2 separate regions of the Mus musculus genome follow, and region 1 is linked to region 2. A link is a contact called in public Hi-C data. All regions are on one chromosome and are shown on one strand. The core of a region is the stretch at or near the end of the contact, and the rest is flanking DNA. Distances in the headings are between cores, read along the strand shown.

Evidence for each region. Hi-C and Micro-C count contacts between places; a contact is called where the count stands out from the background.
Region 1: a Hi-C map of olfactory sensory neurons shows a contact between it and region 2, with 3 times the contacts expected there. The contact joins the promoter of Acad8 here to the enhancer-like site in region 2. A contact is called at or near these places in 1 of 39 promoter capture datasets (hippocampal neurons), 1 of 484 Hi-C or Micro-C datasets (olfactory sensory neurons), 1 of 115 datasets of contacts at active chromatin or transcription factors (neural tube) and 2 of 9 other capture datasets (adipose tissue and pancreatic islet).

The regions. Positions count from the first base shown.
Region 1 is chr9:26,994,837-27,001,411 of GRCm38.p6, forward strand. Acad8 (acyl-Coenzyme A dehydrogenase family, member 8) reads right to left here and starts at 4,713. Exons shown (of 11, transcript NM_025862.2): 1 at 4,558-4,713. The coding sequence starts at 4,660. It overlaps Thyn1 (thymocyte nuclear protein 1), which reads left to right and starts at 4,841. Exons shown (of 8, transcript NM_144543.2): 1 at 4,841-4,929; 2 at 5,115-5,220. The coding sequence starts at 5,178.
Region 2 is chr9:26,774,433-26,780,704 of GRCm38.p6, forward strand. Glb1l2 (galactosidase, beta 1-like 2) reads right to left here. Exons shown (of 19, transcript NM_001310768.1): 6 at 6,242-6,272; 7 at 3,587-3,668. Among named protein-coding and RNA genes, the nearest start is that of Glb1l2, 29 kb to the right of the region's middle. Within about 2 kb of position 3,524, at least 7 of the 459 cell types and tissues checked have an H3K27ac peak or open chromatin away from gene starts, as enhancers often do. A contact at or near this core is called in olfactory sensory neurons, where this site is marked.

The DNA of each region.
Region 1 (6,575 bases), core at 3,463-5,962, 220 kb after region 2:
AGAATTGGGAGGATGCAGCTGAGTGGTGGGCCTTGTCTAGCGTGCCTAAGGCCCTGGATTAAACTCACAACTGTAGAAAAAAACAAAACAAAACAAAAACAAAAACTAAAAGCAAAAAGCAACCATGCAGTAAATTCACTATTTAAACAACAAACAATATGCACCTGAGCCATACTTCCCTGGTAGGAACCTGTCCAGCCACAGCGGTTCCCGAAGTTTGAACACCAGTACCACTGTACCCAACAAATATTTATCGAGCATCAACTGTGTGGCAGTGCTGGTGTTACTAAGATGAACATAGTACACATGAAGACACGAACATGTGTGCACAGACATGCACACACTCTTACATGGTAATAATTCAAAGACCTTAAACCATAAAGAAGGGCTGCTAAGTTTTATTTCTATCAAGAGTTCAATACAGAGTCTTTGCTTTTAGCTTTTGAGACAGTCTTACTCTATAGTTCCAGCTGGCCTGCAATTTATTACATAGTTCAGGTGGCCTTAAACTTGAGGTAAGACTACTCCTAAGATTCCCAAATGCTAGGATTACAGGTATGAGTCACTATGTCCAGTTTTAATATGTATTAATAAATCTTTATTTTATTACAACAAAGTAAAAGGCTTCTTCCTAAGACAAACAGTTCAGCCAACCAAAGACTTAAAAGTTTTAGGATTTCCTTTTCAGAAGAGTAGTTTTATGTAAGTTATATGTAGTCAGTATATAGTAAATACAACGTAGCCACAAATTCTTCTTATATAGCAATTACATTTGATATTCAGAAAAGGAAATGATGGATAGCAAGTTAAATAATGAACTGAAGCCAGTACAATGTCATGTTTATAATCCCAGGACTAGAGAGATGTCTGAGGATCATGAATTCAAGGTCCATCTGCACTACACAGCAAATCTCAGAACAGGCTGGGGTACACAGTGACACCCTGACTCTAAAATGCAAACAACAACAAGCGTAAACTACATTGTCTAAGCAAAAACACACCAATTGTCAGAAAACAATAAAACCCTAAGGGCAGAGTTCAAAGCATGAACACAAGCGTCCAAAAAAGTGTGAGCCTCGGTAGACAAGCAGAACAGGTAGCTATGGGCAGGTAGGTGTGTCAAAGCACTGGGAAGCTGACAAAGGAGAACTGCAAGTGTCAGGCCAGTCTGAGGCAACATGGAGAGACACTGTCTTAGGAGCAAAAACTAACAATAACAACAAAGAACTTGCAAAAAACACCACTAGACCAAGGGAAATTAGAAAAGTCTTTATTACTAACAAAAGGTAGTGTCCCCAAAACCTTTAAATAACATCAAGATCTTCAAATGTAATAAAGCCAGAGAGACAACGGCCCTGAGAATCCAGGTATTCAAGGAGTACCTGACAGCTGCAGCAAACCAAGCTGTTGAGCTCTGGCTCAGGAGTAGTGGTACACACCTAATTCCAGCACGTGGGGACAGAGGCAGGAGACAGGAGGACCTGTGTTTGAGGCCAGCCTGGTCTACATACTGAGTTCCAGGACAGCTGTGTAGAGAGACCCTATCTAAAAAAAATAATGATTAAAAAATTAAAACATAAAATAATTATTTCAGAGACTCGGTGACTTTTCTAAATTTAGTGTTACAGCCCACTATGAAGTGAGGCTGCATCTCTTAAATTATTTAACCTTAAAATATGCAATGAGCAGCCAGACATGTGGCTCATGCTTCAAGTTTAAAATAAGTATATCGAGAACTACAAAGTTCCAGGCCAGCTTGAACTACCAAGTGAGACAATAAAAAAAAAAAAAAATCCCCAACAAAAAAATCAAAACAAACCAACAAAACAATTTATAGCTGTGGGTAGTAGTCATCAATCAGTTTTGTAGTGCTGAGATTAAATCTAGAACCTTGCATAGGCTCAAGTGAGCCACCACTAAATCCTGAGATTTGGTCTGTTGCTGTGTACTGTTGTAGAAACCTGCTTCCCTGGCATTACTTTCCTGGCATAATTGTAGCCATTCTGCTTCAGGACTGTCAGCCATCTCATATTGCTGGTATAAGAAGAAAAGAAAAGAAAAGAAAGAAAAAGAAAAAAGAGAAAAAACAGCCTGACTATAGATACAGAAAAATAGTTTGGCTCACAGCAAGGTCAGGCTGACCACATATCCTTTTATGAGACTGTCTTAGGGTTTTATTGCTGTGAAGCCAAGACAACTCATTTAAGAGGTAACATTGCATTTGTTTCAGAGGTTTAGTTCATTATCATCATGGCGGGAAGCATGGCAGTGTCCATGCAGACAAGGTGTTGGAGACGGAGCTAAGAGTTCTACTTCTTGCTCTAAAGGCAACAAGGAAAAGACTGACTCTTCCACACTGGGTGGAGCTAGAACACTTCCTTCAATAAGGCCACACCTTCTACCAGTAGCACCTCCCATTGGCCTAGTGTATTCAAACTACCACAGAGACTTAGGACTCTTTTGGGGAAGTCTCTAGCCATGGTCTTCACTCAGAGCCACGCTAGATTTACCAACTGTAGCCTTCATTCAGAGCCAAGCCAGATAAAGGTTAGTCAAGATTATTGTCTAAAGTACTAAAAACCTTGAGAAAAGGCCAACCACCCTGCACCTGCATCTGCTTAGTTTGTTATTGTCCACCCCCCCCCCCCATAAAGTGACCCTGGACAATGCACAAGAATGCAGCTTTCAGCTCTTGCCCTAATCAATCAGTCTTTACATGTGTGTTCAATAATCTATCCCTGTCTGGCTGGGATTGGTGTTTGTGTGGTTTGTAGGGTGACTCCTGGCCTCCAATGCTGCAATGCTAAATTATGTATCCCAAGGTCACGTTGCCTCAAGAGAATTCTCTCACCTATGCCAGCTTTTGTTGTGCAAACCTTGCACCTTAATTTAAAGCTATTGGTTGAATAAAGATGTCTACAGCCTATAGCTGGGTAGAAGAGAGGTAGGCGGAGCTTCAGTTCCCAGGGTTCCCAGGGTTGGTGTTTGAGGCACAGATGAAGAGGGGGAGAGAGGGAGCCAGGAGAGAAAGGAAGAAAACCTATGGCCATAATATTTATTAAGGTCTCGTGTCATTTATTTGGGAACTAAATGACCTAAGGTGGGTAAGAAACCCCCAATGAATGCTTACTACACAGCTAAGCACCCCAGCCCACCCACTATCGTGGCACACAAATCTACAAGTAGAAAAGTATCTTGAACAACTCAAAAATAATTTTTTGTTGTTAAGACAGGATCTCATGTAGTCCAGGTTGGCCTTCATCTTTGTATGTAACTTGAGGCTGGACCCTGATCCTCCAGCCTCCTCATCACAAGTGCTGGAATTAGAGTCATATGCCATGGCAGGTCTGGCAGGCCGAGTCAATACTGGGGTTGGAACCCAGGGCTGCATGAATGAAAACATTAGGCAAGCATTCAAGCTGACTGAGCTAGATCCCCAACTCCAACACTTCGTTAAAAACAGTGAAAGAGAGCAAGCTGAACTCTGGTGGTACAGCCAAGGCTTGGGAGATAGGCACCAGTGATCTCTCCTGAGTTTAAGGCCAGCCTGGTCTACAAAGCTAGCTCCAGAAGTGTCACAGTTGCACAAATAAAGCCTGTCTCACACATCTTAGTTGCCCAGGTCAAAACAACAATCAATAACGTAAATCTGTTACTGGGACAGACTCTTTCCTAACTTTAGTACCAAACCACGCTACTTTGTTTACCCAATTTTAGGTGCCTAAGTAGGGCAGTAACTCTTAAAACTGGTTTTCTACAAAAAACAAAACAAAAACAAACAAACAAAAAACCAGTCTATGCCTCCATGTACTTTATAACTCTGTTCTCAATTTTCAAAGCCATAAGGCCATAAATAATAGATTCTTATTTAAAATAAAATTTAGAATTATTTTAAAAACTGTTTCAGAAGAAAAGGTGGTTCTGGTTTTTAGTTTGGTATTTAAAGTGATTGACAAATCTAAATATTTGGCTTGGTTTGCATGGGTGGCAAACACTCCCAGTTACATGCAAGTTTTCTGCCAGGTTTTTAAACAATCAGTTTGTAATCTCAGATAGGGTTTCTCAATTGCGGTTATCTTTCTTTTTCCTGCAGCAGTTTCTACAGTATGAGTGTTTTTACGAAATCTATACTTGTGAGCAAAACATACGGTATAACCTGGAGCTTTTCAACTATCTCTACCAGCGCTCATATACTTAGCTCTTTCTACCTTGGAAATCTATTGCCAAAGTCACACGTTCCTTCGTCTTTGAAAAGCATTGGCGGGGTCGGGGGACAGGCAACTGGACTGGACTGAGCGCTGGTCACAGGGACCATTAAGAGCTGGTCCCGAGAGTAGATCCTGAGTTATGGGAGGAAGCCAGTTCGTGAAACAGGACTGGTCGGGGAGAGAGAAGTGGGTCCCAGACGGGCAGAGTCAGAGGATGAAGTGAGTCCGTCAAGGGACCCGAGAGGGATCGGTGTCAGGCGAAGCCCGAGAGCCACCAAAGCGCTGGGAACTCGGGCGGGCACAGATGCCCACCGAAGACCCACTCTCCCCTCGCCTAGATGAGCCTTACGATCGATGCAGAAGGTGATGCTCCGGTGGTGGGTCTGAGCCAGGGACTTGAGTGCCGCGCGCAGACAGCCAAAGCGCCTGTATCCGGACCGCAACATCGCCATGTAAACTTCGAATCTCAGACCCCAGGCCTCTTAGCCCAGGCCAGAACTAGCCGTTCCCGCCCCGCCCCCCTGATACTCTGGGAGTTGTAGTCCATTAAGCCCTTGAAGCGCGGGCTCCAATAGGACTACTGGCGTTCTGAAACTACAGTTCCCAGAGATCGTGGGGGCGGCGCCTCTGAGACGCGTCTTCTACTAAGCCTGTCCGGGCACGCCAGTCGCCTCAAGGCTCCCAGAAGATTAGCCTGGCAGTGCTTCAAGGCGTTTGGGTGGTGCGTTGAATGAATGGTGGTGGGTAAAGCCGAATTAGGGAGGGACTCAGGAGAGTTTAGAGGTAGATTAGGAGAGAAGGAAAGGGCGCAGATAACGAGAGAGGGATTAGAATGGTTTAATCATGACTTTTCTTCATAAGTCCCAGGCCCTGTATGCTTTCTTGCCTCCATCTTGCACCATGCAGGTTTTAGAAGACAAGAGCTGTTTCTTACCCGTCCGGTTAGCTTCAGCCTCCTACAGAGAGGCCATGCCGAGACCCCGCAAGAGGCAGACTGGGACTGCTGGTCCAGGTGAGTTGAACCGACGCTGCAAAAGGCAGCAGGTAAAGAACGTGGTCTTGTAGGGCGTGCTTTATTTCCTTTTTCCACTCCCTGGTTTGGAGACTTTGGGGGTTGTTGCTTATCGTCTTCTTTACTCTTTCTGCCAGAACTTCCACTTTCAGTCCCTTCCACTTATTTGTCCAATCAAAGAATAGTGCAATGAAGCACTGCATACATATACGGAACTGTGGTGGCCCACGCATGTGGGAGACTGAGGCTGTAGAATTGCCTTGGGTTTAAGACCAGCCTGGTACTACATGAGTACTACATAAGCAGGGCCCTCTCTCCAAAGTGTGTGTGTGTGTGTGTGTGTGTGTGTGTGTGTAACCTTGACAGCATAGGTGAAAAGAGACTTCTTTAAAAATTACATTTATTTACTTTTGTACAGTATGTGGGAACACACACACACACTGATCAGAGGATAACTTGAAGGAATCAATCCCCCGATTCCACTGTGCGAATCTCAGGGATTGAACTCAGGTCCTTAGGCTTTGAAAAAAAAAAAAAAATGCCTTTTCCAACTAAGCCACCTCGCCAACCCTTTGCTTTTATCATTGAATGCAATAAGCCAGGCACAGAAAGGCATGCATGATTTCATGTGAAATGTAAAAAAGCTGAAAGCTAGAAATCAGAGGGAGATCAGGATTCAAGATCTTCCTTGACTACGTGTAGAGTTTGAGGCCAGCCTGGACCACAGGAGACCCCACCTTTCACACACACAGTTTTCTTTTCCTAGGTCTTTATCTTATCAGCCTGTCAATTTGGAATTGCTAAGCATCTGAGGATGACCTGAATTCCTGATCTTTCTGTCCCCACTCCCAAGTGCTTTGGTTATAGGTTTCTTACATCACCAAAACCATTTAGACTTACCCTTAAATTTCCTGAACAATGTGACTTCAGAGGCTACCAAAATGCTAGACATAGCTGTTAAGAAACTTATTGCAGCTATGCTTACAAGCCTAATGCTCTAGGGCTTCTCTGTGGTCCTTATCTTGTGTTTTATCAGGTTTTACATGTGTGTGCCCTGGCCCTGATGCTGGTGCCGTGGAGGGGATTCTTTTATCATATGTGCCTGAGGGGATAAAGTCAGGTCTTTTGGCTTGGAAGTGCCTTTACCTACTGACACAATGTCTGGCCTCTTAATGCTTGCTCAATTTTATGTTAAGCCCCTTTCCTGTTGTGAGCCTGTAGCCTAGTCTGGCCTTGAATTTGTAGCAAGGCTCCAAGGAGTCTCAGGCTCTAAAGTTCTGCCATGAGCCAACACGCCCGGCTTAAAATCTTAAACTCTAATTTGGCTTCATTCTCTTTGAAATTTTTTCCTGTGG
Region 2 (6,272 bases), core at 2,274-4,773:
CTCACATCACAGTTCCTGGTAAGGACTCACTGTCTACTGTCCCATAATGTATTTATTTTAAAATTTTAACCGTATTTCAGACAGTTTCTCATAAGTAAAATACATGCTCAAGAAAAATGCTACTGATGGCTGATGGCCATGACCCTGCCACAGCCACAGCCAGCTACAGAACTTGATTCCAAGGACCCTTGCCTGCTCACTGTCCACTTGAATGGCCAGTGTCAGATGAATGAGCTTAAGAGCAACTAAGGCAGGATGGCCAGCCCCAGCTATTACCTGGGATCGCAGGCCATGCTCACCAGTGAAGAAAACAAAGCTAAGGCTCTGAAACTTCCCTCATGGTCCTCAATCGGTGAGTGGCAGAGTAGGGTTGCAAACTCAGGCTCCTTCACACCGAGCCTATGATGTCACTGTCCTACGGGAACCCACAGGGGAAGACCCTGCAGCTCAAAGCCAACCCAATGCACAGAGCTAGCTGAACACAGACAGCTGTCATGTCATCCTGACACCTCATCAAATTCAAGAGCTAAGAAGTAAGATGCAGAAGAGGTGTGAGCAAAGGCAGCGTGCTGAGGGAACCCTGGGGAAGTGAAATCCATCAGGGCCAGCAGGGGCCAGCAGGGTAGATTTGGTGCTTTCTACCAGATCCCAAGTAAGTCCTTCCTCCACTCTGAAGGGGGCCCCCTCCATCCACAGGCATCCTCCCAGCCCTGCTGTCAAGCTTCCTTTGCCCCAGAGCCCATTCCTTCAGTGTGGTTCACATGCTCTCAGAAAACAATCCTCTAGGAGCATAGAGGTGAGAAGTAGAGGGAAAGATGGAGGGAATCCATGAACACGGGGTCGGGGGGAGGTGCACAATCTGTTCCTCCAACATCTGTGCAAGAAGCCTGAGGCAGTAAAAATGGCATTTCTAGACACTGATGTGAGTTTCCTTATATTAACAATTCTCATAGCTCCATTATCGCCACAGGGAAGGGTGCCTGTTCACCTCCTCTACCAATCTTCAGAGCTCCATCTCCCTTCAAACACTGGAAAGAATAGTAACAGGAAGTCGGGGCAAGCAGAACTAATAAAAGAAACAGATGAGGTGTTTAGAAACAAAGGAGGCACAGGATGGGAGCTTGGGAGGCCTCTGTTATGAGATTTGCTAAGAGAGAGGGGGAGAGATAAGGCTGGGGACAGAAGTGAGGATGGGCTCCCTGTATGGTACATGCTCAGAGTCCCAGCATGCCATCACTCTGGGGACCAGGGCAAAGGGGTCATGAGTTTGAGAACAGACAGGACAAAGCAAGAAAAGAGAAGTCAGGGATGGGGATTTGGGGGTGGGGAGTGGGGGGTGGGGGGGTACCTGAGATGACAAGAAAATCAGATGGGATCATTCATCTACTCAAGGTGAGACTGGCTGCCTGATTCTCATGCTGCACAGCAGCACGCCCCACCCAGTAGGCCTGCAGCCAAAGTGCACATCAGCACTGAACTGTACTAGCGAGACAGGGAAGGTGTGTGTGACCAGGGGAATCCCAACCATGCCCATCAGCACCAGAAGGCAGCTTCAGACTCCTAAAACAATAGAAGGTTGAGCTGCATGTACAACTTGTATATACAAACAGGGAGGTTTGAGCTGGAGGAAAAGGTTACAGTTTGAGGTAGCTGTTTCTGGGGCTCTGGATGAGGAGGAAGGTGTATTTCTTGATACGTATTATTATTATTATTGTACTGATAGGCCATGTGAGTGAATGTTTTAACTTTTTAAATTAAAAAAAAAAAACACATCATTTTAGGCAGCAGTGGCCTCAGTGGCCCAAGGATTTGAGCCTTCAGGGGAGGACAGGTGCAAAGGGACAGAGCATCTTCTAAGGCCTTTGTAGACTGCCTCATGCCACATAGTCCCTTCATCTGGGCCTTGGTAATAAACATAAGTAGACGCTGCCACCTTGTGGAAATAACAGGAATCACTACTGATCTTTGTCACCTCCAAGGAGAACCAATGTCTTTTCATGTACTCTGCTTGCTGTAAATAAGAGCCTTCTCCTCTCCATCTACCCATCAAGTCATTCCCAGAGGTAACCAAGCCACATACTGTGAAAGGGATATCAAGATAAAAGCCCCATCTATGAACAGGTCAGTCTAGAGAAGGAAACACAAAACAAACAAATCAGACACAAGGAGGTGCTGTCAGAGAAGCATGGCCCCCAGAAAGACTCACAGTGGGACTTACAGGAGGGCTCAGTCTCCCTGGGCGCCAGCTGCAGATGAGCGCACGTTCAAGCACAGGCCATCTGAGACAGCCCAAGGCCCATGCAGCTCACTGCTGCTGTGAGATAGAGCGGTCAATGAAATGAGCCATTCCATAGGTTAAAAGGGAAAATGGAGCCAGAAGAGTGGGCTGAGCCTTTCAAGGATATTCTAGCAGGGTGTTCAGAGAAAGCCTCACTGCAAGGACCACCAGAGAGGAAGCCAGTGCAGACTCCCTAAAGGCGTACAGAGTCACCGAATCCCAGGGCATTCCATGTACTTGAGGAATGGGAGCCAGGAGGGTGGAACAGAGTGGGAAACAGGAGGCACCTGGAGGGGAACTCAGTCGGTCACGTGTGTGTGGAGACTGAGGCATGCTGCCAGGGAGTACTCGGGGTCATGTGTAGGGCTATGGGAGCAGGCAGGGGTGGGGGGGTGCCTGTGGGAGGGAAGAGTGAAGGGGCGTGCAGGGGTTGCTGCTGTGTGAGGAGCCAGTGTGGCCTTTCTCAGAGTGTGTGCATCTCTCTTGTCTCAATGGAGCAAGGGAAGCCAAGCAGTAGATCAAGATGATCTAGGCTGTTCCCTTAACTGTTAGGCACACGGCGTTGCTATGTAGTCTTGGCTGGCCTGGAACTATGTAACCCAGGCTGGCCTCAAACTCACAGCCCTCCTGACACCCTTCCCTAGCGCTAGGTTGGCGTGTGCCCCAGCCCAACGCCAGGGTTACATTCTCAATGGCGGGCAGAGATTGCTGCATTGAGAAAATGCTGCTGGAGGGGTCAGTGAAGAGAGAAGTCGGTGGGAACACTGCAGCCTCGCAGGTGGGAAAGATGGTAACAGTAAGGTAGCGAACCACATCCAATTTCCGGATATATTTTAAAGGCAGGAAGCACCTAGCCTAGAAGAGACTTGAAGTGCCAAGATGGGGGGTTTGGGGGGGGGGGGCTGCCCAGAGGAGAAGGAGAGGGAGGACAGGGAAGGATTGTGGGAGGGGTGACCAGGAGGGGGGCAGTGAGTGAGATGTAAAGTAAATACGTTTAAAAGCATTAAATTTAAATTTTAAAAAAAGGTAAAAGCAAAAGGATGTGCCCAGTGGCTGCTGTGTCCGGCTGGACAGGGCTCAGAAAAACCGCAAGGTTTGGTGCACTTGAAGGGAAATGGAGCTGCAATTTTCCAATAAACTGGCTGATAAGGCATTTGCTAAAAAGAAAAGGGCCATGGGGATGCCGTGCACCCTATTACGCCTACAACCCAGAGGGCCAATCCCCTTGCTATACAACACAGGCACCAAAGAAACCGCTGTTTACATCTCAGCCCAGGGAGTTGTAAGCAGGCAGCCTCCTCCAGGTACCTCCATCAACGACTCCCTTTTCCAGGCCATCTTTGTTGTCCGAGGTCAGGAGCATCTCAATGATGCCTCTGTCTTCCAAAGCCTGTTTGGGGGATAAAAGACAAGTTATAACCTGTTCTCATGGCTCGGAGTTCCTGCAGGGTCACTGCCAAAGCCGAGTTTGTCTACAGAGCAAGAGAGAAAAATCTAGTCAAAGTACTCTGCATGTTATCTACACCCATGATATTCAACCAAGTTCCAATAACTGCTTGCTTTCCAAGTGTGACAGAGGACAAGCCTGCTGAGATCTGGCAGGCCTTGGTCACTTCTGTAGGGCTGATCAGTTTGAGGCTACACATAAGCTTATTCCGAGGCTGGCTCAGGGAGGGTAGATGCCATGCGATTGACTAAGGAACTCCATCGAGAAGGTCAGGTCTCGCCAGGAGAACACTATACTTTCCCTTTCATCCACAGCATGAACAAGCAGCCAGTCTCTTCTGCACTCTGAGCCAGTATGAGCTTGATTAATGGCGAGAGCACACCTCAGGGCCATGCCTGTGGAGTACTGCCCATGGCCAGAAGAACTGGAAGCACTTCTTGGAGGGCATAAAGCCCACTGCTGGCGGAGCAGGAGGATTGCTGCCACTCGGAATAGCTGATAGCATGAGAACATTAGCCATGATGCTAAGCACTTGGACTGTCTCCTTCACTCTTCATAGCCAACATGTGAACAGCACAAACAACGCGTCAGAGGCTGAGTGAAGGATGATCAGTTACAGAGGTCATGCAAGAGGTGAACTCAAAACATGTCCACCCGCATGTGCTCCACCCTGGGACTCTGGACTCAAACCATTCTACAAAGGTGGTTTTACAATGACAAGACTATTTATTTCAATGGAATTCCTCTGGAAACCAAAGGGTAACATGTAACAATAAATGCCAGATCCCATGTGCTGTGAGGACAGAACAAAAAAGGCTTCAAGACTCAGGGATGGCAGGGACTGGGGCATTTAATCCATGAGGAATATTGGTGAGGTCTCTATTAAAAGCCCTGACCCAAACTCCTTCAACTACCTGACTAGTTACTCGCTGACACAGAACATTAAATGTTCTATACCCTTAAATTTTACAGACATTATTTTTTTTCCCCTTTAAAGGCCAATTTCTATTTCCTAAGTGCTAGCCACCTGCCAAGCACAGAGCTCACACCCTCCCACAGAAGCCTTAGGAAAGGGCAATTTTGTGTCCATTTTGCACTTGCTGAGAGTAGGGCTCAGAAAGTTGAGGGAGACCATGCCCAAGGTCATTCAAGGCCAGCAGGCTGCACATCTTGCTGACATGCCCAGGAGAAGTTGCATAGCAGTTCAGGAAAGGATCGTTCCCAAGAGCCTCCACAGGCTGAGCTCTGGGCACCAGGGAAGTAAGGCTGTATAGACAAGATCCCCAAGGGAGTTACTCTCTACTCCTGATGCTCCTCAGAGCTCTTGTCTGCAGCTGCATCATTGGTAAACAACTGCTGGAGAGGCGCCCGTACCCCAGGGAGTCTGACAGAGGGAGGCCTGCAGCAAGAGAAGCTCTGGAGTCTAGGCCTGGCTTTTTCTAGGCGACTCAAAACAAGGAAATTAGACACGTGCTCGATCCAGAATGTGGACAAGGACTGACTGCCCCTTTCCAGCTGGAGGAATGCCACCCTTCCTAGACAGCTGGTACCCTGCTGAGAGCTCTCCTCAAGTAAGAAGGAGGGGGCAGGGAGTCTGACACTAGAGGTTGGAACACCTGAGTTTCAGTCTCCAGTCTGTACAAAAGAAAAGTGATTTCTAGATGGAAAGTTAAACTGGGGCTAAAAGCAGTAGACACCTGCTGTCCAGAGCACCTGAGCCAAAGTCATAGGCCTTTAGTCATACAGATCCACAGTCCATTTCCTACTTCCCAGTCACACCATGGCCAGCTCTCCAGGGTACACTGAAGCCAATGCCAATGACTATCAGAGTCATTCATTGATAATTTATTGTATACCTACAGCAGTGCCAGGCCACCTGACTTTACATGATTCAAAAGACGCAGGCACTCCTTGAAGCCTGCTTAGTGTAAGAGAAAAGGGGGCTTAGGAAAACTGGGGTATTTGTTCAAAGCCTCAAGTGAAAACACAAAACCAGAAACAGACGTGAATGTGCCAGGCCTGTCTTTGCTGTCACCCCACCATCTTCTCCGTCTGTCATCCCAAGTGAATCTGTGGTTTACTCACTCCATGATTTGATGTCTGCGCACCACCCCAGAAATTCTTATAATGAGTGCCATATGTAGATGGTCGTTGTTATTTGTTTTGCTTTTCCATTTCCTCAATAAAGTCAATGAGCAACCACAAATCTGGCTTTATGCTAGGACGAGGCCGACAGCCCACAAAGATTTGCTCACCTCCATTTAATTAAGGTAATTCCTTTCTTCTTAGTCCCTGCATACTGGATGTACACTGTAGCTAGCACGATAAACCCAATCGATAAAGGATAAGTGAGTGGCAGGTCGGCTGAGATGAGCCATGAAGAACATCTCACTAATTAATGAGTGGTGTTGGAAGACATGGTGTATTAATTAGAGAAAAGTACTAGGGCAACGTGTCACAATCTATAATAGAGTCCAGAGGAAGAAATGCGAAGCCATGAGTGTAGTGACTCTTACCTTCTTGATGTAAGGCATGTATGCACGGTCT